Linked DNA regions of Mus musculus: all the other regions are linked to region 2. A link is a contact called in public promoter capture Hi-C data. All regions are on one chromosome and are shown on one strand. Each heading gives the region's core, a stretch centred on a gene start, on an enhancer-like site or on the middle of the called end of the contact. The rest is flanking DNA. Distances are from core to core; before and after follow the strand shown.

Region 1 (3,791 bases), core at 172-2,671, 1.6 Mb before region 2:
ATCACTGTCCATCATTGAAGGAAGCCAGGAAAGGAACTCAAACAGGACAGGAACCTGAAAGCAATAACTGATGCAGAGGCCATGGAGGAGTGCTACTTCCTGATTTACTCATTATAGCCTTCTCAAACTGATTTCTTACAAAACCGAAAACCACTTGCCCATGGATGGCACCACTCACAATGGGATGGGTCTTCCCCATCAATTACTTAGTAAGAAAATACCCTACAGCTGGAACGTGTGGCATTTTCCTCACTTGAGGTTCCCTCCCTTCAGATAATTTTAGCTTGTGTCAAGGTGACATAAAAACTATCCAGTGCATACATACATGGATGTAAATAGAAAGCACTATTTAATATTCAAAAGCTAACCTAAGCACCTTAAAAGGAATTCTTAGCCATCGAAGAACCAGAACAACGTGGCCTAGAGAAGGATATACACAACATAAGTTATTTTTATAGTTATGACTGAATGCATACACATTCTCTCTCTCTCTCTCTCTCTCTCTCTCTCTCTCTCTCTCTCATGTGTGTGTGTGTGTGAGAGAGAGAGAGAAAGAGAGAGAGAGAGAGAGAGAGAGAGAGAGAGAGAGAGAGAGAGAGAGAGAGAGTAGGATTACTGGTGTTTGGAAAAGGAAAGGCAGCTCTGGGAAACAAGAGGAGAAGGTGATGTCATGCATTTAAATCAGACAGCTGAGGTTTCAGTAATGGCAATGGCAAACAGGACTTCTGGTCCTTTAACCAAGTCCCACAGAGGTAAACTATTGCTGCAGCTGCCTCCTACAGCTCCGTATTCCTCCACTACTCTCTCGTGACAAGTCATCTTTGTTGTGCTTAATTACCTTAATTACCTTATGTAAGAAAATTTAATAATACCACCAGTCTCCCAAAGAAGGACCAATGGCTCACAGTTCCAATTCCCTTCTAAGACCTTGGGTCCGGGTCTCAAAAACAAAACAAAACAAACAACAACAACAACAACAACAAACGGCGTTTGTGATTCATAACTAAACTTGACTCCTCCCGCCTTCCGTAGAATCGGTTTTCCCTATGACGGGACCTTTAGCTTTAGTGGAGAAATGAAAGGGCGGAAGTGGGGGGAGGTTATGAGCTGTCTATTCGGATCTCCGAAGTATATTGTCCGAAGAGCAAAGCAAACATATTTGAACACGTTTTTGACATTTTTCTTCCAAAGAAATAGGCAAAGAGAAAGAGGAACTCACTCTCTTCACATTTCTTAACCCTGATCTCAACGCTCGCTGTGCTTTCGGCTTTGCCGGAACCTTTTAGACAGGCAGCTCCTGGCCACCCCAAAGGGTCCTCATTTTGAAAACAGGAGCGGGCCAATCGGATGCGGAGCGCTGTTTGGCGCTGGCATTTGAGCCACTGCTCAGGTGCGGTCGCGTCGGGTCTGATGTGTGCCGAGAAGGTGGGGCGCTGGCGGAGCCGAGTCACTAAGCTTTAGCGGGCCGGGGCCACAGGCAAGGCTGATGGGCTAGGGGAAAGGCTGCGTGTGAGACGGGGTGACGGCGGGGACCAGCCCGGGCAGGGACCGGGACTGGGGATCCCTGAGCAGCCGGCTGGCCCGGCTGGAGGGAGTAGCTTAAGGTTGCATTTCCATCTCAAGAAATCAGAGCGGGGAAGGCCACCCTGCGGGGAAGAGGATAAGTGGAAGTGTCCGGAAGCGAGAAACTAGCTGCAGGCGTTAGTCTGGGGAAACGGAAGAGTCAGAAAAAAGGGAAGTTTGTGGAAGTAACTGACAGGGCTGAGCGACCCGGAAAGAAGGCTGGTGGAAGTGAAACAAGAGTGAAGAGAGGCGCGAGAGAAGAAGGTCTGTGTAAGTGGATCGAGGGAAAGTGGAGGAAGAGTGCCAGAGGTGGCTGGAAGGCAGCGGAGCAGAGCGAGCCTGAGGGCGTTTGGCAAGTGGAAGAGTTGGTTGGTGGCAAAGAAAGTCAGGACCCGGAGTCGGCCTCGGAGAGTAGGCGACGTGTTCGGGATGTGGGATCAGAGACTGGTCAGATTGGCCCTGCTGCAGCAGCTTCGAGCTGTCTATGGCATTAAGGTCAAGGGTGGCCGCGGTCAGTGCGATCGCAGGAGACATGAAACTGCAGCTACGGAAATAAAGGTAAGTTACAACGTGTTGGGACAAGGGCATACCCATTTTATTCTGGATAAGAAAGACACGTGGTTAGAATGCAGTCTCGGTGGTGATGATCAGACGTGCCTCCCTATGTTGCCGTGGGTTTTTGTTTTGTTTTACAGTGCTAGGAATAGGATACCAGGCTCCCTACTTAAATACTGTGCCACCGATCTGGTAATCTGTCGTGTTTTAAACAAGCAGTATGTGGGGGAGGGGAACACACTATCCTGTCAGGCTGGGGTGGGCAGTCAGAACATTTCAAACGAATCATTAGGGAGACAGTCAGGCCAAGTTTAGAAATAGGCTTCATAGGATCCTTCTGTATCCAGCAATTTACGAAGAGGCCTGCTGCCCGACATTTTCGCAGTTTCTGATCTCTTTAGCAGAGTAGACATTACCCACCCAACATCAACATTTGTCCTTGACAAAACAAAGCTGTTTTTTTAACAAGCAAATTGAGAAACCAGAGTTGGTTGAAGTTTTTTGTTTTGTGTTGTTTTAATCACTCACTTTTGCTAAAGTCTCAGGATCCTCACCTCCACCCCCTGCTCCCCAGTTACTTTTGTGTGTGTGCACTGTTGGACCCATGCCATGCTATGCCATGCCATGCCATGCATCTGTGGTCAGAAGGACAACTTGCATGAATTCTCTCCTGTTTGTGGACCTTGGAGATCAAACTCAGGTTGTCAGGCTTAGCAACAAACGCTTCACTCGTCTAACTGTCACTGGCCCAATAAGCTGTTTTTTTGATTTAGTGGTAGAGGTCAAGAGATTTGGGTTGAGATCTTATCTCTAAGACTTTGTGAAAAACTGAATAAGTCATTTTAAAGTAAGTAGGAGCTGGGTGGTAGCACACTCCTTTAATCCCAGCACTTGGGAGGGCAAAAGCCAGCCTGGTCTAGGGAGTGAGTACCAGGCCAAGGCTATACAGAGAAATCCTGTCTCAAACAAAACAAAACAAAGGTATGTGAGTAATTTATTACTAGCACTTTGTAGTATTTGAAGACAAAAAGTTTCCATAATTTTGTATTATGTATTCAGGCTGGCCTTGAACTCACTAACTGATGCTGGCTAAAGCTCTTGATCCTCCAATTTCCCCCTCTCTGGTATTGTGATTAGAAAGGTGTATCACCACACTGACTTAATGTTTGTTTATGGTTAAAAATTACGGTGGATACTTCTGTTGGTAAAACTGGCTTTCCACAACCTTAAAAATGGGTATTTGCTGTTTTTCTTTCATTCCTTAACAAACAAATCCCGACCCTTGCCTTTAGAGACAGGCAGGAGTTTGACTTGCGCTTTGCAGTTAACTGAATGTGGACTGCTTGTTTATGCTCACTAAGCTCCCATCTCTGTTCTATAAAGTGGTAATTCCTGGTAAGTTCTGTAGGTAAGCCTGACACAGTACCTTTCACTTGCCTCCTTTCCAACTATGATAGTTACCCATGTCCTAATTAACAGTTGTATGGTATAAACTCATCTGTGAATGCTAGTGACAATCTAATGAGATGCAAATTTCCTATAACACAGTGACATAAGATCCAGGCTCAGATATAAGAGACAGAGAATGTTAAATGGCTTGATTAAGATTGCACAGCTAAAAGTTAGACAAAGCTAGCATTTGAAAGCTGGCAGTCTTGCCCGTGGGAGCTAAT
Region 2 (3,899 bases), core at 157-2,656:
CTCTCAGGTGACCCCCTCCCCCTACAAAGGTTACTGTCATAACGCATCTGATACTTGGAATGGATGTTAGGATTTAATGGACTGGGAGTGGGTGGCCCAAGCATTTAATCCCAGCACTCAGGAGGTAGAGTCTGGTGGATCTCTGTGAGTTCCAGGCCAGTCTTCTCTACAGAACAAGTTCTAGGACAGCCAGGGCTACACAGGGCAATACCTCCCCACCCCCAAAAGAAAAAAAGAAAAGAGGATTTAATGAGAAAATGCAGGGAAGGTGTCCAGCACTGTGTTTGATGTAGGTTAGAGACAGTTCTTCCCAACATCCCATCCCATTCCATAAATAGCTCCTATGTCAAACAAACCCTGTGCAGGGCTTTCAACACTTTGGGCCCAAGGAGCAGATGGCTGGAAACACAGAGATCCACTTTTCAAACCTCGGGTCAATCAATCCCTAGCCTAGTACTGCAGAACAGCAATCCTTCGGTAACACTCAGCCCTATTCCGCAAGGTAAGGGTTGCCAAGTGCCAGGGTGACTCCAGAGGCTTCCTTAGGATTGAGCAGGTAAATAAACCTAGCCCCCGGGGGCCGACCTCACGGGAGGTGATCACAACAGAAACCTTGGACACTTCCTCCCCACACCACCTCCTGGCTACCCTAGGGTGGTGCGTCCCTCTACTTCCTGTAGCTAACCCACCTCCCAGCCTCCCTGCCCCCACCAGTAGGTGCTGCAGTGACACGGGGGGGGGGGGGTGGTGGTGGCGGAAAGAGGAGGTGTTGGAAGGGCACAAGGACGCAGTCTCTGGGTCCAAACCGTTTAAGTCGAAGCCCCGATCGCTGAGCACGCCCCTGCCCCCACCCTGGGCTTTCCGTAGCCTTCAGCTCCATCCTAGCCCGTCAACCTCCGTAGGATGTAATCCGCATTCCCCAGTGCCCTCCATCTCTCCTATCCTTGGGTCTCCTTCAGTGCTCCCTCTCCCACTCATTTCTTCCTCACTTGTGAGCTCGTCTATCGCCTAAGCTGGAGTCCTCACCAAGGCTCCTCGCCTACCCACCCCCAGCCGCCCCCACGTGCGCGCCCCCTAACTCCCTCCCCACAAGCTTCTCATCCACCTCCTCTGGCACCCCCTTGCCCATCTCATCACTGGGTCTCTCCATTCCAACCAGTCTTCCACACGTCCCCTGCCCACACCTTACCTTAACCCTCTGGAGGCCGGAGAGGTGTAACTCATGCACGAACGGGTTTGGGGACGCAGAGGACCCAGAGGTGGGATCCAGGGGGGCCCAGGCCCCAGGACTTCCCTGGCTCATGGTGGGAGAAGGTCGAGCGAGGGCCGCGACCCCCCGCTCCCGGCCCGGGCCCCGCTCCCGGTCCGGCTCTGCAGAGCAGCGCGGCTCGTGCGGCACTGGCAGCGGCGGCGCTCTGGTCCCAGCCCCGCCTGGTGCCGGCCGAGGGGCGGAGAGCGGCGGCGCCGCCCGGGCCGCTCGCGTTGTCAGGGCGCCGGCCGCGGGGCGGGGCTTGCGGCTCTCCGGCGTCCCCGTTCAGCCGCGTTCTCCGCGGCCCCTCGCGCCATTCGGAGCGTGGCGCCCCGAGGACCTGGCTGCCCCTTTCCCAGGGTCTCCGGCTGGAAGCGGGGCAGAGAGGTGGGCGCGTAGGGGAGCGCCCTGGTCACTTTCCGGATGCTGTGGCCACCCTGCGAGCGCAGACGGGGTGGAGCCCTGTGTCAGGGCAGGTTGCCGAGGCCGGCAGCTGCGGAAGGAGGCTGGGCGCCCCTGGTCCCGCCGCTCCTCGGCCCCACTTTCCCCATCTCCGGGGCGGACCACCGCTTTCCTTCCCGGTCGGCGTGCCGCCATAATGGAGCCCGCGCCCTCTCGCGGCCGTACTGCGCGTCGCAGCTCTTGGCGTCCGAGCGTGCCGGGCTGCGTGGACCACCGTCACCCGCGCGCTTGCATCCCTCGATTCTTAGCGGGTGTACGTCCCCCAGTACGGCAAAGCCCGGCTCGGGAGAGGTAGCAATCTTAGCTTCTCTACTGGTCTCCCTGTGGAATATGGAGGTCACCTAAGTTCCTGTCACCTGCAAAACCCTAATGCTCTAAAAACACACTGTACTACAGCCTAACTGATGGGGCACTGGGGAATTGAGTGGACTTTGAAACCCATAGCTGCTAACACTATCAAATATGTAGTGCACAGGGAAGGAGGTAAGAGTCGTTATTTATGAAAATAAGCTGAGTTCAATTCACCTTGTCTTCCTTCTCTTACTGAAAGGTAAAAACTGAATGGGTGTTGAAGCAAGAAAACGAGGGAAAGAGCTAAGGATGTTTGCCCCCCCCCCCCATACCCTCCCCTCTCTCTTTTATTTTGTTTTTCGAGACAAATTGAGTTGTTCGTTAACTTGGGATATTTTCGGAGCCCAGGATGAAAGTGACGAGGACGTGTAGGTCATAGGACAACTTGCAGGGATGTTCTCTTTTTCTACTTTCTGGGTCTCAAGAATCGAACTCAGGTCATCAGATTTGTTGGCAGTGGCAAACAACTCTATGGGACACTCTATGGGACGGGTCATCCTACAAATCTGATTTGAGAATTTTAAGAAATAAAATCCAGGAGATAGGAGCGGGAGAAAGAGGACATTGCGGGGGGTGGGGGTGGGGTGGGGTGGGGTGGGGTTAGGTAGGGAGCCAGAAGACACTTCTGTCTAGATTCTGCCTCAGCTTCCTACAACTTTATCACTTACACCATTGATTGTATCCACAAGAAAAGGAGCAGCTGGCAGGGTCAGGGGAATAAAAGTAATGCACACTAGTTGAGATTTACATCTGCGACATCTGAAAGTTTGTATGTGGCTCCCCTCCCCCCTTCACGTGTTGAAGTCCTCATTCCCAGGTGATGGTTACTTGGTTAGACCTTGGGGAAATGTGTCTCCTTGTGGCAAAGTACCTGACAAGCAATTTAAGAAAGGCAGGGTTGTGAGTCACAGCGAGGGTTACAGCCTATCATGTCAGGAAAGGCAGGGAGAGGGAGTGTGAGGTGGCTGGTCACACTGAAGCAGAGAGGAAGGAGTGCTAGAGCTCAGCTCAGTTTTAATCCCCTTTTATTTATGGGTCCCAGCCTATGGAATGTTGCTAGCTACTTTCTGGGTGTGTCTTAGCGAACGTTTCTGCAGTTAAACCCTTCTGGAAACACCCTTAGAGACATGCCCAGAGTATGTCTCTATGATGATCTCTAATCCCATTCAAACTGACTTTGAGGACTAAGCGACACTAGCCAAGACCCTTATGATCACAGTATACTTACAAGGGGCGAGGAGGGAGGGGAGGGGGGAGGGGGAGAGGGAGGAGCCTTCTGATAACTCCTGTGTAAAAAGGTTATATGAGCCCATAGCCAGATCCCCTAGTCTTCAAGGCAGGAAGCTGATTTTGCCACACACCAAATCTGTGGACACCTTGGTCTTATACTGTCTAGGCTCTGGAACTGTGAGAGGGATTGGCCTCCTTCCTAGTTTATTATACTTTGTTGCAGCAGTCCATGAAGACTAAGACTTTTATTTTTTCTGTGTGTGTGTGTGTGTGTGTGTGTGTGTGTGAGAGAGAGAGAGAGAGAGAGAGAGAGAGAGAGAGAGAGAGAGAGAGGAGAGAGAGAGAGAGAGAGAGAGAGAGAGGAGGAAGGGGAGGGGGAGAGGAGACTCAGTCAGTCTGTATAGTCCAGGCTGGCCTTGAATTCTTGAATTTGAGACCTGTTTCCCAATTTATCAAATTTCTGGTATGTGTCATCACATCTGGCCTAAAATAGTTTTTTTTTTTTTTTAATATTTATTTATTTATTATATGTAAGTACACTGTAGCTGTCCTCAGACACACCAGAAGAGGGAGTCAGATCTTGTTAGGGATGGTTGTGAGCCACCAT
Region 3 (3,892 bases), core at 505-3,004, 1.9 Mb after region 2:
AAGAGGGCTTGGGGGGTTTTATTTGTTTTTAAATTTAGTGCTCTTTTTCCTGTTTCATATTTCTAGGCACAAGAACGGCTCTTAGGATACCACATGGAAGCTGAAATCACAAGTCTTAAGGGGTCTTGACGTCCATCAGGATCCTTCAGAGGAGAGCTGCACCCAGGTCAGCACTGACGCTCATCTGGCAACAGCAGCTCTATTACCTAGAATTCAGAACAACAGAAACATCGCTGTTGTTTCCAAAAACAGGGCTGATGGACCACATGGCAGCCACTGTGTCCAGGGTGGCTGTAAGCTCCCGTGTGGGGCATGTATTGTGTTACTCCATCATTGGATCTTTAGTGACTATGGTAGCTCCTAGCCTATAAAACCTTGGCATCACTTACCAGAAGCCTAGAGAAACTCGGCAAGCTCAGCAGCAATCTGGGGGCCCTTGCTCTTAAGGTACAAAACAGTTTGGGAAATATGCCCAGAATCTAGGAGATAAACTCTATAAAGGTTTCCATGTGCTGCTGATACAGTATAGACTTAGAAATGGGTTAGTTCAATCAAGAAGTACAAGTTGAAGAAATTAGCTGGGATGGACAAGTTATATGAATATATAAACAGGAAAAGCATTGGCAGAGAATGTGTACTGCCTGAATCCACAACTTAAACACTAGCAGGAGCTTCGTTGCTTTGGAATAGCTATGGAACATGGTGTTCTGAGGACATGTGTATTTATGGAGAGGCTATGGAACTGGCAGCTGGACTCGTGTTTGGGTGGCTTTTTTAAACCAGCTGTGGTAATGTCACTATTTGTGAATTAATTAAAATAAAAATATTTTCTTTCAAAGCAGTACGGTTTTTTTAACTTAAATTTAAATCTTTGTACCTTAATGGTTGAATACAATCTATGAGATCGTGTCAATTTGCTTAACGTTCTAACTGTAGATAAATATTCCAACCTCATAAGTAACTGACAGGAGACCCCAGCAGTCAAATACTACACAAAAGACTCAGTAAGGCTCACTGGAACGTTATCTAATAGATTACACAGAGGTCCCAGTTGTCCTCTTATTGATTAAACTGGAAACTTTTATTTTTATTTTTATTAGTAACTATGCACTATGAATATAAAAAATCGGTTATCTATATTCATTTTGTTTCAAAAGTATTGATTTTAATAACCTTTAAACCATTTCCAAACAAAACTATTTCCAATACTTCAAATTTTTTATTTAAAAAATAACGTTTTGAAAATGAGTAAAAAAAAATACATTTCTCATCTGGTATTTAAATGTCTGAAATGCCATTTCTCTGAAGCAATCACCTCTTTCCTAAATATGCTAATAGCAGCTGGATTTTATGTTTATAATTATCCTCTACTATCCCCATTCAAGATACGTCTTATTGTACAGGGTCTCCTTTTTCAAGATTGAAAAAAGGAGACCCTGTACCTTTAATAAAGGAACTGGTGAAAGCTTTCTTTCCAAATTTGTTCCTTGGCTTCCAAGTGACGAAACTAGCTGTAATTTGAGAGTCCTGCAATCCTCAGGATATCTTTAGCCAAGGGGAAAGAAAACGCTGCATTCCCACCCAGTCCAGGGGTTGAAACAGTGTCAGAACAGCTTCCCTTAGCTACTAGCTCCGTCTCCCTGGAGCCAGAGGGAACTCCGAAGGTGACCGCAAAGCCAGCGCCTGGAGCAGCAGGTCCCCAGTCGGTGGGTCGGGCTATCCTGCTAAAACAGCAAAGGTCCAGCCTCTCAGTAGAGAGAGGATCAGGGACGCTGAGGAGCGTGGTGCACACCGCTGCTGCGTAGAGCCACATGAAGCCTGTGGAGGAACCAGGATCAGAGAGCGGCAAGCGAGCTGCGCCTGAGGAGGGCGCCTTCTCCCGAAGCCGCTGACACCCGGGGGAACCTTTTTCCTTGTTCCTGGACTAAAACGCTTCTCCCGAATATCCAGAATGGTGTTCCCGAAGTTGATCTGGATGGGTTTCTTTTGCCACCTGTGTCGAGGCTACTTTGATGGCCCCCTGTACCCAGAAATGTCTAATGGGACTTTGCATCATTACTTCGTGCCTGATGGAGACTATGAGGAGAATGATGACCCCGAGAAATGCCAGCTGCTCTTCAGGGTGAGTGATCGCAGGCGCTGCTCCCAGGGGGAAGGGGGCCAAGCCAGTAGCTTGCTGAGCCTCACTCTTCGAGAGGAGTTCACAGTACTGGGCCGCCAGGTGGAGGATGCTGGACGCGTCCTGGAGGGCATCAGCAAGAGCATCTCCTACGACCTGGATGGGGAAGAGAGCTATGGCAAGTACCTGAGGCGGGAGTCCCACCAGATCGGGGATGCCTACTCCAACTCTGACAAGTCCCTCACTGAGCTGGAAAGCAAGTTCAAGCAGGGCCAAGAGCAGGATAGCCGGCAGGAAAGCAGACTCAATGAGGACTTCCTGGGGATGCTGGTCCACACCAGGTCCTTGCTGAAGGAGACACTGGACATCTCTGTGGGGCTCAGAGACAAATACGAGCTGCTGGCACATACCATCAGGAGCCATGGGACCCGCTTAGGTCGACTGAAAAGCGACTATCTGGAGGGTGGGGCACAGAAGACAGGCTAATATTTCCATTGTAACTGCTTCATTTTATCCAAATTTGCACTTTCAGAACACGTCTGAAGTCATCTTTCGAAAAGAAAGAAAAATTTTAATAAGTTGAGTTATTCTGATTTTAGTTTGGTTTTGTGCATTATTTATGTTATTATTAAGGATTTTTCACTTGCAAAAAAAAGCAATTTTAAACTAACCCCTGGGTTATTTCCTAAAGGGTTTTATTGCTCTAACAGAATCTCTTCTTTCGACTCCATCTAAAGGATGCATTTGTGTGGAAAGACTGATTAAACTTCCACATCCTGGCGGGGGACGAGGTGCGTGGCTCCTTTGCATCAGCAGGCTTCTCTTTGGTCTCTGAAGGCTGAGATGCCTGATTTTCAGATGAGGTCCCAGGTGTGTGGCATGCCTGCCAGACAAGGAAGTTCATTGATTCTCCTTTCGCTCTTATTTATTTACCATGTTCTTAGTTGTTTCTGTTTTGTTGTAAGAGTGTTATTGAGAATTTGCATGCAAATCACCACCAGTAAGATGTTCAAAGTTCCATTGTGGGTTTGTGTAAGTTGAAGATGCAACATTTAAGATAGCAAAACTTTAGGGTGGTTGCCCACTCATGATGTGTCTTTCACTTCACCATCAAAGAAACAGATTGCTTAACACTCAAGTGTCTATGATTTAAGTTGTCAGCATGTTTTTTTCTTCTTGGACTCAGATAGCATTGCTTCCTTTTGTTTATTGAAAACTTATATTTCCAGAGGGAGGGTCTAACTATAGAAATCCCTTATGTACATTTTATTACTCAGCCAATAAATGTTTTCATATAATACTGGCTTTTTTTCTAGTTTACAGTCATAACTCTCATATTTCAGAGAGGGACTAGTGCAAAGGAGAGGGGAGATAGGATTGAAGCCAGTTTATCAGAGTATATGATAAGGATGAGATTTTAAAAAGAAAAACAGAGGGAGAAGGTGCTGTATTTTTGAGTATCTTACCCTGTCTGCTCACATACACCATCCTAGTAAGGGGTAGTGGGATCTAGCCTGTACAAGAATTATACATTTGATTTCCACTCTTCTGATGGAAAAATCTTAAATTTCTCTCATTTTTCATAGACTCCATTGGAAATGTGTGACAAAGGTCCATATCTCCTATGCACTCATTCTGTGTTAGTGATGCCTAACAATTTGAAAGCTATTTCTATGCTCTTAAAATAAATGAATTAAAATGTGAAAATGCATTTTATTTCAATTCTTCCCTGGGCCAATATTTATCACCACCTTAAATATACTTTCTTTCCAC

What was found. Promoter capture Hi-C pulls out the DNA fragments that hold promoters and counts their contacts. Capture Hi-C pulls out chosen DNA fragments and counts their contacts.
Region 1: a promoter capture Hi-C map of liver shows a contact between it and region 2, with 2.8 times the contacts expected there. The contact joins the promoter of Arhgap11a here to the promoter of Lpcat4 in region 2. A contact is called at or near these places in 5 of 39 promoter capture datasets (the 3T3-L1 cell line, the C10 cell line, liver and 1 more), 3 of 115 datasets of contacts at active chromatin or transcription factors (double positive thymocytes, large pre-B cells and pancreatic cancer cells) and 2 of 9 other capture datasets (adipose tissue and liver).
Region 3: a promoter capture Hi-C map of cranial neural crest shows a contact between it and region 2. The contact joins the promoter of Fibin here to the promoter of Lpcat4 in region 2. A contact is called at or near these places in 3 of 39 promoter capture datasets (cranial neural crest, hippocampal neurons and maxillary cranial neural crest).

The regions. Positions count from the first base shown.
Region 1 is chr2:113,846,291-113,850,081 of GRCm38.p6, reverse strand. Arhgap11a (Rho GTPase activating protein 11A) reads left to right here and starts at 1,421. Exons shown (of 12, transcript NM_181416.3): 1 at 1,421-2,121. The coding sequence starts at 1,993.
Region 2 is chr2:112,237,348-112,241,246 of GRCm38.p6, reverse strand. Lpcat4 (lysophosphatidylcholine acyltransferase 4) reads right to left here and starts at 1,406. Exons shown (of 14, transcript NM_207206.2): 1 at 1,190-1,406. The coding sequence starts at 1,303. Gm52523 reads left to right here and starts at 1,184. Exons shown (of 2, transcript XM_030252294.1): 1 at 1,184-2,002. The coding sequence starts at 1,302.
Region 3 is chr2:110,360,855-110,364,746 of GRCm38.p6, reverse strand. It overlaps Fibin (fin bud initiation factor homolog (zebrafish)), which reads left to right and starts at 1,754. Exons shown (of 1, transcript NM_026271.1): 1 at 1,754-3,822. The coding sequence starts at 1,952. The coding sequence ends at 2,605. The region is part of intron 2 of Gm30319 (a long non-coding RNA gene); the gene reads right to left.